Regions from separate parts of the Mus musculus genome. Here region 1 is linked to region 2. Evidence: chromatin contacts called from public promoter capture Hi-C data. All regions are on one chromosome and are shown on one strand. The core of a region is the stretch at or near the end of the contact, and the rest is flanking DNA. Distances in the headings are between cores, read along the strand shown. Region 1 holds the start of 6430571L13Rik (RIKEN cDNA 6430571L13 gene). Region 2 overlaps Rad54l2 (RAD54 like 2 (S. cerevisiae)).

Region 1 (5,055 bases), core at 1,879-4,378, 580 kb after region 2:
TTATTTTTAGCATAGGTAGGTTGAACTGGCAGGGCTCTGTCCTGTTAAGAGTCAAGGTGTAGGTTTGGGAGTAGGTTAGACCTATGTCAGACCCCAGTGTGAGTGAGTGCAGTTGAGCCGTTGTTTCTGACTTCCAGTTTGCTCCTAATGTGGGAGAAATAAATAACACTAGCTTTCTGGAGAGTGGTGCCTTGACCAACGACTATCAGGGGCCTGGAAGACCCTTGGGACTCACTAACAGATGGCAGGAGACTGCCGTGCTTGGGAGCTTGGCTTGTGACATTCCTTATTGTTTAGAAGCTGAAACGTTGCCTCTATTTTAACCCATAATGAACAATGTTACGCTTAAGTTAGCATAAACAAGTTATCTGAAAACATAAAATCTGTGGTCCCCTCTACTTCCAAACTAAGTAAGGTCCAAACTAAGATTTGCGAGAACCTGCTAACTGCCACATCCTCTCAGACAGGGCTCCAGAAGAGGAAAGCAACTTGCCCACGGTAACTCAGGTATAAAATACCCCGGGCAGAACACAAATCCGGTTCTGCTAGATTCCTGACGCAACTGGGTCCACCAGTACCCAGCTACGGAAGGAACCAAATCTCCAAGCCTCGACACAGCGTCCATCCCAGATCCGCAAACACATTATCAACGATATAAGCGCGCCCTCTCTCCACCCCTGAAAGCGAGGGAGAGGGCCATCCCTGTCTCAAAATCAACGTTGCGGCCATGCATTTCCCATCCGGATCTCCTGCTCTGGTGCATACCTACCAGAGGGCATGCACGCTCGCCCGGCCCACACACAAGTACCAGAAAATTGACCCAGGGTTAGCGCCCCCCCACCCCACCCCGGATGTGCGTAACCTGTAGTGCACTCCCTCGGCGCCTTGCTTCCGCCTCGGTGCTGTTGAGAAAGGGCTCCGGTGAACCGCGTCTCCTTGGTCTAGGGTTCCTAAAGTGGCCGGATTTTCCTTTGAAGACTGTGGGATGCTGAGGAGGCTCAACTGGCCAGCATCTGCAGCCCCCCTAAGGGGAAGTACAGGAATGTGAGAGATGCTCTGCTGGGTCCCAGACCCACTAGTCTTCCTTAAGGTCTCAACAGAGATATGGCTCCAGCCTGCGGTGATTGCTTGAAGCAAACGTTTACATATCCAGCTGGGGCGGAGTGTGGGCAAAAAACAAACCGCGAGGGTGTCACCCACGTGTGCTGGGCTTGAGAGCCAGATTTTGGGGGGCGGGAGGTGGGTGCGTTGTTCTAACTGCTTGTAAGATAGGTCTAGCAGCGTGTGACTGGGTTTCAGTGTTTGGGGGCAGTCTCTGTTTTCGGAAAGGGACCCAGTTTCTAAGGACCCTCCTGACCTCACACGCACATAGAATTTGGAGCAGATAGCAAAACAGCGAATACTGGAAAACTGGATTTACATCCTGATTCTGTTGGCAGCTCGTTGTTTAACTTTGTTTAAATGCCCAGACCTTCTAGGCTTTAGTTGTATCTTTTGTAATATTCATAGCAAGACCTGGTTGTGCAGGCACGTAATCACAGCTTCTGGAGAAGCTGACGCAGGAGGACCATACATTCAAAGCCATCCTGAGTAATTTAGTAAAAATCTGTCTCAAAATTTAAAAGGTGGGACGGGACCTTGAAGAGATGGCTCAGCGGTTAGGAACACATACTGCTCTTGCAGAGAACTGGGTTTCAATTCCAAGCACCCATGTACACATACCCATCCAAACATACATACTTATAATTTTAAGAAATAACATAAAATATTCAAAAATAAATAGTTCACGGGGTAGCTCAATTGATGTGCTCACCTAACAGTCACACAACTCTGGGTTTGATGCCCACAAATGGGGTTTGGTAATACTTATAAATCCTAGTTTTCAGCAGGTGGAGGCAGGGAAACCAGAAACTCATCTTTTAAGGCCAGACTGGGCTACATGAAATCCTGCTTCAAAAAAGTAAAAAATAAAATACTTGAGTAAAAAGGGAGAGGGGCTGGGAGTTGGGTGTACTGGTGCACACCTATAAGTCCCAGTACAAGGGGGTCTGGAGAAATGCCTCAGTGGTTAAGAGCACTGGCTGCTTTTCCAAAGGACCCAGGTTCAATTTTGAGCACCTACAAGGAGGCTAACAGCAGTCTGTAACTCCAGTACCAGAGGATCCAATGCCCTCTTCTGGCTTCCTTGAACACCAGACACATATGTAGTGTACAGATACGTGTGCAGACAAAACATCCTCACACATGAAACTAATTAATTAAAAATTAAAACCCAAGCACCCAGGAGGTGGAGGATTGCCTTGGTTCAAGACTAACCTGGGCAACATAATAAGTATCGGGCCATCCTGGGTTACACACAGTCTGTTTAGGGGATGGGGTGAGGGTAGTTTTAAATGGTTGGGGATACAGCTCTTGGGTATAGGAAATCGGTACTTCTGTCCTGAGATGAATTTTGCTGTGGATGAAAACTATTATGAGAGGAATAGGTGGGCTATCACACAGATAATTCCATCTCAACATCTCTGGACTGAAGTCTCCAGGAGTCACTTACCAAAAACCGCCCTTGTTCCAAAACACCAGAGTTCCTATATAGGCAGGAAACTGAGACAAAAGAAGAGAAGCAGTTTGCTGTTCAAGGTCATAAATTCAATAGAAGATCAAACTGAATTCATTTTAGGTTTCAAATATTCCAGGTCTGGTGGTGCTCTCACCAAATCTCTGTACCTATGATTTTTGCGGCTTACAAGTCTGCCCCAGTGCGGGTGGAGGTGTCCAGGAGTCAGAATTCTGACCCAGAAAGGACCTGGCTACCTACGGTCCTCTGCCTAACTTCCGGCAGGCCATCAGGGTCAGAGGTATTCTCAGAGAGAATCTCTTTTAGCTGTCCGGTTTCAGGTCCAAGCTCCCGCTGGGAGCAGAGCTATATCTGAGCGACAGGCGAGTGAGCCAATGCTGATCGAGCTTTAGGCGAAGCAGCCAATCAGGGTCCGGAGGCGCTGGGGGGGGCAGGAGGCAAGGCACTCCGGCTCCTGGGGATCCCCCGAGGCTGCTCATCCCAGCCCCACCCCCTCCGTGGTCCGGACCCAGCCCACCCCAGCTCAGGTTGTCAGCCAGCGCAGGCTAATACTAGCTGATCCTGCGCGCACGCAAGGCGGACCTTGAGTCGGGACCTGTCGCCCCCAACGCCCGGGCCTGGGTGTTCCCCCGCCCACGCCTCCTGCGGGTCACTACCAACCTTAGCTTCTCAGACTGAGCTCGGCGCACCGGAGAGGATTAAGTAAGTGCTGAGATCGGCTGCTTCTGAGCAAGAATGGAGAAACCACAGGGTCGTGGAGGCGGGCGTGGGGATTGAGATAGGGAGGACTAAGAGACTCGATAGCTTCTTGGAGGTCGCGGTGCACACCACTTTTACCCCGGTGTTCTTCCCTTCCCCTTTGGACCCCCGAGACAAGCCAATAAAATACTCGGCAGGGTGGCTTCTCTCCTTTTTTTGCCAGTAATAAACAGACTCAGAGCAAGTTAAGGGTCTGGTCCAAGGTCATGGCTGGGATCAGTGACAGAGCCCAGAAGAGAACCTGAGACTTCTTGCTGAGCCAAGCTGGAGAGGACAGAAAGGAATGCGTCTACTCCATGCATGACCCTCTGCCAGCTTTGCTCCTTCCTAAGGGACCATGAACGATATGTGCACACCGCTCATACGTATGTGCACACCTGCAAGAGGAGGCATCCCATGTACACCTATGAGACGCACAGAGAAACATATATGTAGCCATAGGCTAGAAATTCTTTCTCTTTCTAGGTCTGCCCCTCTGCAGCACTGCTAGGACTCATTCCCACTCTGCTTTACCCAAGACCCACAGAGGCTGGGTGATCTTCCATCCTCCGGAGGGAAATAGGTGTTTCAAAGTGAGTATTTCATCAGTGCCTCTGAAGATGTAACTCCGTGCCTTACATCTACGAGTAAAGGAGGTAGCCCAAGGATCACCCCTGCCAACTTCCTTGCCAGAAGATCTAGCTCGGTCTACCCTTCCTGCCTCTTGGTGTCTCTACACCAGCCCCATCCTAGTCCCAACCATAGCATGGGTCTCACAGCTGACTAGGACCAGGGACTGCTGTGTCTAACTCCTCCTGGGTTGTTGGTGGTAGTGATGGGGATTTGGAACATTTATTGGATGCCTTCTGTGCTCATCTAAGTTCTTCCCTCCACACCCCACTGGGGACTGGTTCATTCTGATATACCATTAACCCTACAACACCATGGGGTTGTTCGTAATATTTCCCACTTTGAGAAAAACTAGACACAGAGAAGAGGGGTGACTTGCCTGAGGTTATATCAGGTGTGTCTGAGTCTTGGGCAAGTGTTTCCCAAGCAGAAGGAGGGATGTGGGGTGCAGAGAGTGAGGAGGTAGGAGTAGGAGAAGTAGCAATTACAGAGATAATTGGTGGACTTTTTCCAGGCCTCCTGCATCTTCTCCCATCTTCCAATTATAATCACTATAGTCATCGTACAGGGGTGACAGGGCTTTGCTTTCCTGTCCCTATGTCCCTACAGAAGCCCATGTCCTAATACCCCATAAACTTGACTTAGCTCTGTCTTGAAACCTTTATGTCCTCAGTGCCTTCAGATTCTAGAGGGACTTGATCTCACAGACATGCCCCTAGCTGTAACCTCTACTTTTATTCTTGCCTTTCTAGAACCGAGAGAGGCAGGGGTCTCCTGGTAAGGGTTCTGCTGTGCCAGTGGTCATCACGGTGGCGGGAACGACAGCCTTGGACACTCCTAAGGTCAGAAGTCGGTGGGCAAGTTGACTGAGCCCTGGCAGTCTCCCAGTGTCAGCATGAACTCCAGGGTCCCAGCTACTCAGAGCTGGTTCAGCAGCCACCTGCCCACCACTGAGCCTGACTTGGAGCCCGCCACCGCCGCTGAAGGCTCTACCACCGAGACCGCCACCCTCAGCCCAGAAACCACAAGCTTCAATGACACCAGAATCCCTGATGTGGCAGGTGGTGCAGCTGGTGTGGGCACCATGCTTCTGTCTTTTGGGATCATCACAG
Region 2 (5,014 bases), core at 2,203-4,702:
TCAGATGTTAGCCTAGTGCACCTAAGGACTGCCAGTTTGAGGCCAGCCTGAGCTACAAAGTGAGGCCCTGTCCAAAAAAAAAAAAAAAGTCAAGGGACAAAGGAAACAAGAGGAATCTGGAGGGAGCCTATCAGCTATGGAGATGCAGCTACTTTCCAGTTGGAGCAATTTACAAGTGACTAGCACTACAGAGATTAACATTCTGGGACTGTCAATCTGTCTGAGAATCTCTATCCACATAATTCCCTCATTACAAACATGCAAGCAGAATTTTAATTGTGATTTCAGGAAACTCACGGGACACTACTATACCTGAGAGCTCATACTTCCAAGGCTGCAGACTTGGCACAGGGACTCTACCACATATTTCTCCATCTCTGGATTTGAGCCTACCTTTTTGTCAAAGATGAACTAAATGCTCATCTTCCTACCACTAAAACAAGGTTTCCTTGAAAGAACAACCATCTACCCCCTGAGAATGACCACAGAAGTTCTGTGGCCCTTTCCTCTGCTTGTTCTTCTCATTACAGACGATCTACAAAATCCAACTAGAGCCTTGGCATAATACATACACCTACAACCTCAGTACTTAGAAAAGTGAGGCATAAAGATTGCAGCAGTTCATGGTAAACCTGGTTGACAGTGAGTTCCAGGCCAGCCTCGGCTATACAGAGCAAGATCTTGTCTCAACACCCTTTAACCCCAGCCCTCCAAAAAAAAGAAAAACAGCTAGAAATACCATGTTCTCCCGGGAATCTCTGTTTTCAGTAGAGGTACTTACCATCCAGCAGGCCTTCCTCGTCATCCCTGTCATGCTCCTCCACTGCCACCTCCTCCTCCTCCTCCTCCTCCTCTTCCTCATCCTCCAGCTCCACGTCCGGGTCCAGGTCTGGATCGCTCCCTGAGGCGGATTCGTCTGACATGGCTCCCAGAAGTCCTCAGTGGGCATTACCGACTCATGTCCACAGTAGGGTCCTAAGAGGAGGTCAAGAGGCATCAGAATCACCACAGCTGCACTTAGGAACACAAGCCTTCCCAAGAAAATCATACTGAAGAGGAATCCCTGGAGCTTTTTAAAGCAAGGCAAACTAACCAAATCCAAATCTCAATCTTCTCTATGAGAATGCTACCTAAATACACACTTGGATGAGTCTGCCCAGCTCAAGCATCTCAGGGCTGCTTTGACAAGAAAGTAACAGCTACAGAATAAAAACTAGATGTCTTAGAACTCCCACTTGCTCGTGCCTTCCTGATGCTGCTCCTTTCAGGCTGCTGAGAACCATCTCCTACGTCCATGCCTGCCTGTCCACACAGAGACACAGGACATGCACACACACTTACTTATTTATAGTCCCAAGCACTATTCTAGGTACAGCAAGAGGAAAAAGAATATAGAGAGTGTGAAGCCTGGTGAGTGCCAGGAGGAGCTGCTACTTTACACTGGGTGTCAAGGAAATCCTCACTAAGCAGAGACTAAAGGACTCAATGAAGCCACACAGACATCCAAAAGTGTATACTTCAGGCAGAGTGAGCATCAAGGGAACTGGGAACACTTAGAATACAAGGAATGGGTCCTGTGTGGGATAGGGCAGATACAGCCACAGGACACCACACAGACAGTGAGAAGTTGACTGCTGGCCATACTGTCACTCTGCCCAAGCTTGTAGGAAGCCTCATGTGAAGGTCTCAGTGGCCATGTCTGCTTTTAGGCTGTTCTCTACATCTTGGCAAAGTTTCAACCACATCTTCCAAAAAGCATTGCTAAGTGCCCTCAGCTTCTGGAATCATATTTCTCTTCTGAATTACATTAGCCATACTAAACACTACAAATCTCCCTTGAAAGGTTAATACAGACCACCTCCTGACCAACAGTGAACCTCCAGGGCAGGTATGTAAATTGGAATTATCTTTATACTGTGGGCATCCATTTGTCCATTTTCCTTGACTATTTGCCAATCTGCTGTGTCACATACCCTATATACCCAAACACCCCACCCCCAATACAGAGGGCATCTCTTCCTCTTCTTCTTCTTCTTTTTTTTTTTTTTTTTTTTTAATGGAGACAAGGTCTCATGTAGTTCAGGGAGGTGGAGGTCTTCAACTGGCAATGTAGCCAAGGCCGTCCTTGAACTCCAGATCCTCATATCTTCACCTCCCAAGCCCAGGGTTTCTAGGTATGAATCATCACAACTGGCTTTAGGCAAACTTTCTAATTAGTACCTTTAGGTACCCAGATGGTTGTCATTCTAGGAAATAAGGTTTATAGCAATAGAGTAACAATCACAGTAACAAGTAACATACCCTCACTTAACATTAATTTAAACCAATATCAGCAAAAGGAGGAGGAGGACAAGATGAGGAGGATGAGGAGGACGAGGACGACGAGGAGGAGAAGGAGAAGAGGAAGAGGAGGAGGAGGAGGAGGAAGAGGAGGAGGAGGAAGAAAGGCTGGGTGTAATGTGGCCCACACCTCTAATCCCAGCACTCAAGGAAAGGTAGGTGGAACTCTGAGTTCCAAGATAACCAGAGCTACATAAGAGAGACTGTCTGAATAACAAACAAAAAGAAACAAAACACCACCTCAGCCCTCACACTCCTGACAGTAGCAAACAACAGTTCAATAGTCAAGTACTACATATGATAATAAGACAAGAGATGCCACCAGCCTGGTCTACCTAAGTTCCAGACCAGCAAAGAGTACATAGCAAGACCCTGTGTCATCACTGCCATTACCATCCTCACCAGCAGCAGCAGCAGCAGCAGCGCAACAGCAAAAAAGCAGGACACTAAATCAGAGCCAAGGTGGAGGACGCATGGGGAAAGATGGAGAGCAAGTGTTACAGTTCAGTACGGTAATTAAAGTTCACAGTTCAGCATCGATTTTTTTTCTAAAAGATGAAAAAAGGAACCTCAACAGCTCCCAGTACAAAGAAGGAACACTTTTTTAAAGAAGGGGAAAGGCTAACTCCCTGATTCTATCATTACACATTGCATGATTATATCAAATTATGTCCAATTATGTGTGGATCTTTTAAAAGTAAAAACTATACCCAGACCATTATGAATACAATAGAAAGTGAGTGAATTCTCAGAGAATATCAATTTTTCTTTTACCCATTCTTCCATACTAAATTTTTGTTAGAGGTGACACAATGAACACTATTCTCAGCTCTTTAGAATTGCACCAACTACTTCAGAGGTACTACTGCTGATTTTCAAAAGGTCACAATGGGAAACTGGGAGGGAGCTTAGTCAGAAAAGAATGCTTGTCTGTCTTGCTAGCACAGAACCTGAGTTTGATACCCAGAAATCTTGATTTTAAACAAACCAACAAATGTCGTCCAGCAAGGTGGTAGGTAGTATTTGTAATCTCAGTGCCAGAGAGGCAGACAGACCCTGGGACTCTGTAGGCAGCCCAGCTGGCTTGGTGAGTTTCATTCCAGTGAAACACTGTCTCAAAAAAAGTGGATAATTCTTGCGAAACAACACTCAAGGCTGTCCCATGCCTATGCTGTCCCATGCCTACGTCTAAGCACACGCACACACTCGAATGCAAGGCCTCGGTTAACAAAGCAGAGCACTGATGAAGAGCCCACATTAAAATCAAAGAACCAGCCGGGCGTGGTGGTGCATGCCTTTAATCCCAGCACTCGGGAGGCAGAGGCAGGCAGATTTCTGAATTCGAGGCCAGCCTGGTCTACAAAGTGAGTTCCAGGACAGCCAGGGCTGCACAGAGAAACCCTGTCTCGGAAAAACAAACAAAAAAACAAAACAAAACAAAAATCAAAGAACCAGACAAAGGTGTATACACACACCGTCGCTGAGATAGTCCATGGCAGCTCAAAGGTGTACAGTAATGGTAGCACATGCTCCTGTCTGAGTGAAAGAAATCTTTCTACTAGCCATGGTGGCCGGTGAAGAGTTCCAGCACGTAGAACAAGCAGATTTGCTAAATTTGAGAAAAGCTAGAATATAACAAAACCCTAAATTAGAAAGAGCATCCTTTTTATTGCATGACCTCATTATCTCTGGAGACTTTGAATAGTATTAAATTTTCTCAAATGACCTCAGAGAAATTCCACAGCACGTGCATCTGACTTCATTAAGAACATAAATACTAGGACCTGTGCGCGCCGCTGCACAGTGCATAGGGGACAGAGGATATCCAGACAGACAAGGTACCACCACTAAGATGAGCAGGTAAATGTGGAGAGATGGGAGAGAAGGAAGCAGGATGATGTATACATGGTGAAGAAAGGAGGAACTAAAGACTCAAGGGTGGTGAGTGAGAACAGTCTGATGTGAGTAGCCTGCACTGCTTTCTGAGGCCATGGTGAGGCTCTGGCCCGGGCTGCTGCAGAGGGCCATGTCTGGTGGGGGATCCGTGCCAATGTTCTTGACCCATGTTACCACCAAAGACCATGTCAATGTCACTAGTCTGAGCTTCTGCCTGGGACCATGTTAATGTCCAAGGGCCAAGAGTCAGTCCCATCCCTCAACAGCTGCAACAGTCCAGAGAATAGCCTCCCACCTCACCTATGCAGCAAGGTTGAGCTGGCCCAGTGACATGGCCAGAGACATGGTATTGGAGAGCTGGCCCAACCCCTTGCTGGTTGTAGCATTCGGGTGAGGTGGCCCCACTTCTCACTGGGGCAGTGCTGAAGACCTGGCCCAAGTGGCATGAGCACCAGAGCTGCCACCCATGCACAGGTGGGCTTGGAGTTGGCCCACTACCTCCCCCATCTGTGAACTGCTGGAGCTCATGAAGGGGCCAGTCTTGCAGAACCAAAGCTGCAGGATCTCGATGACACAGAACAACAGCAGGATATCTAAGAGGAGTCCAGGTGAGGATCCAGTATGGATAGTGTAGCTGAAGCCAGGATGCCTCAAAGCTGAGCAATGACTCATTTCAAGTAAAACTGTTCAATCAAAAGGGTATGTGACAAAGCATGATACACCACAGCTTCCACAGTGAGATGGGGTTTTTAAAAATTAGTTTGATTGTTTTTTTAAA

What was found. Promoter capture Hi-C pulls out the DNA fragments that hold promoters and counts their contacts.
Region 1: a contact with region 2 is called in a promoter capture Hi-C map of liver, with 2.6 times the contacts expected there. The contact joins the promoter of 6430571L13Rik here to the enhancer-like site in region 2. A contact is called at or near these places in 2 of 39 promoter capture datasets (hippocampal neurons and liver), 3 of 115 datasets of contacts at active chromatin or transcription factors (bone marrow-derived macrophages, pro-B cells and thymic regulatory T cells) and 1 of 9 other capture datasets (liver).

The regions. Positions count from the first base shown.
Region 1 is chr9:107,337,512-107,342,566 of GRCm38.p6, forward strand. 6430571L13Rik (RIKEN cDNA 6430571L13 gene) reads left to right here and starts at 3,129. Exons shown (of 6, transcript NM_175486.3): 1 at 3,129-3,277; 2 at 3,800-3,906; 3 at 4,696-5,055. The coding sequence starts at 4,839. It overlaps Hemk1 (HemK methyltransferase family member 1), which reads right to left and starts at 839. Exons shown (of 11, transcript NM_133984.2): 1 at 770-839.
Region 2 is chr9:106,753,164-106,758,177 of GRCm38.p6, forward strand. It overlaps Rad54l2 (RAD54 like 2 (S. cerevisiae)), which reads right to left. Exons shown (of 22, transcript NM_030730.2): 2 at 782-975. The coding sequence starts at 923. Among named protein-coding and RNA genes, the nearest start is that of Rad54l2, 34 kb to the right of the region's middle. Within about 2 kb of position 3,453, at least 6 of the 459 cell types and tissues checked have an H3K27ac peak or open chromatin away from gene starts, as enhancers often do. A contact at or near this core is called in liver, where this site is marked.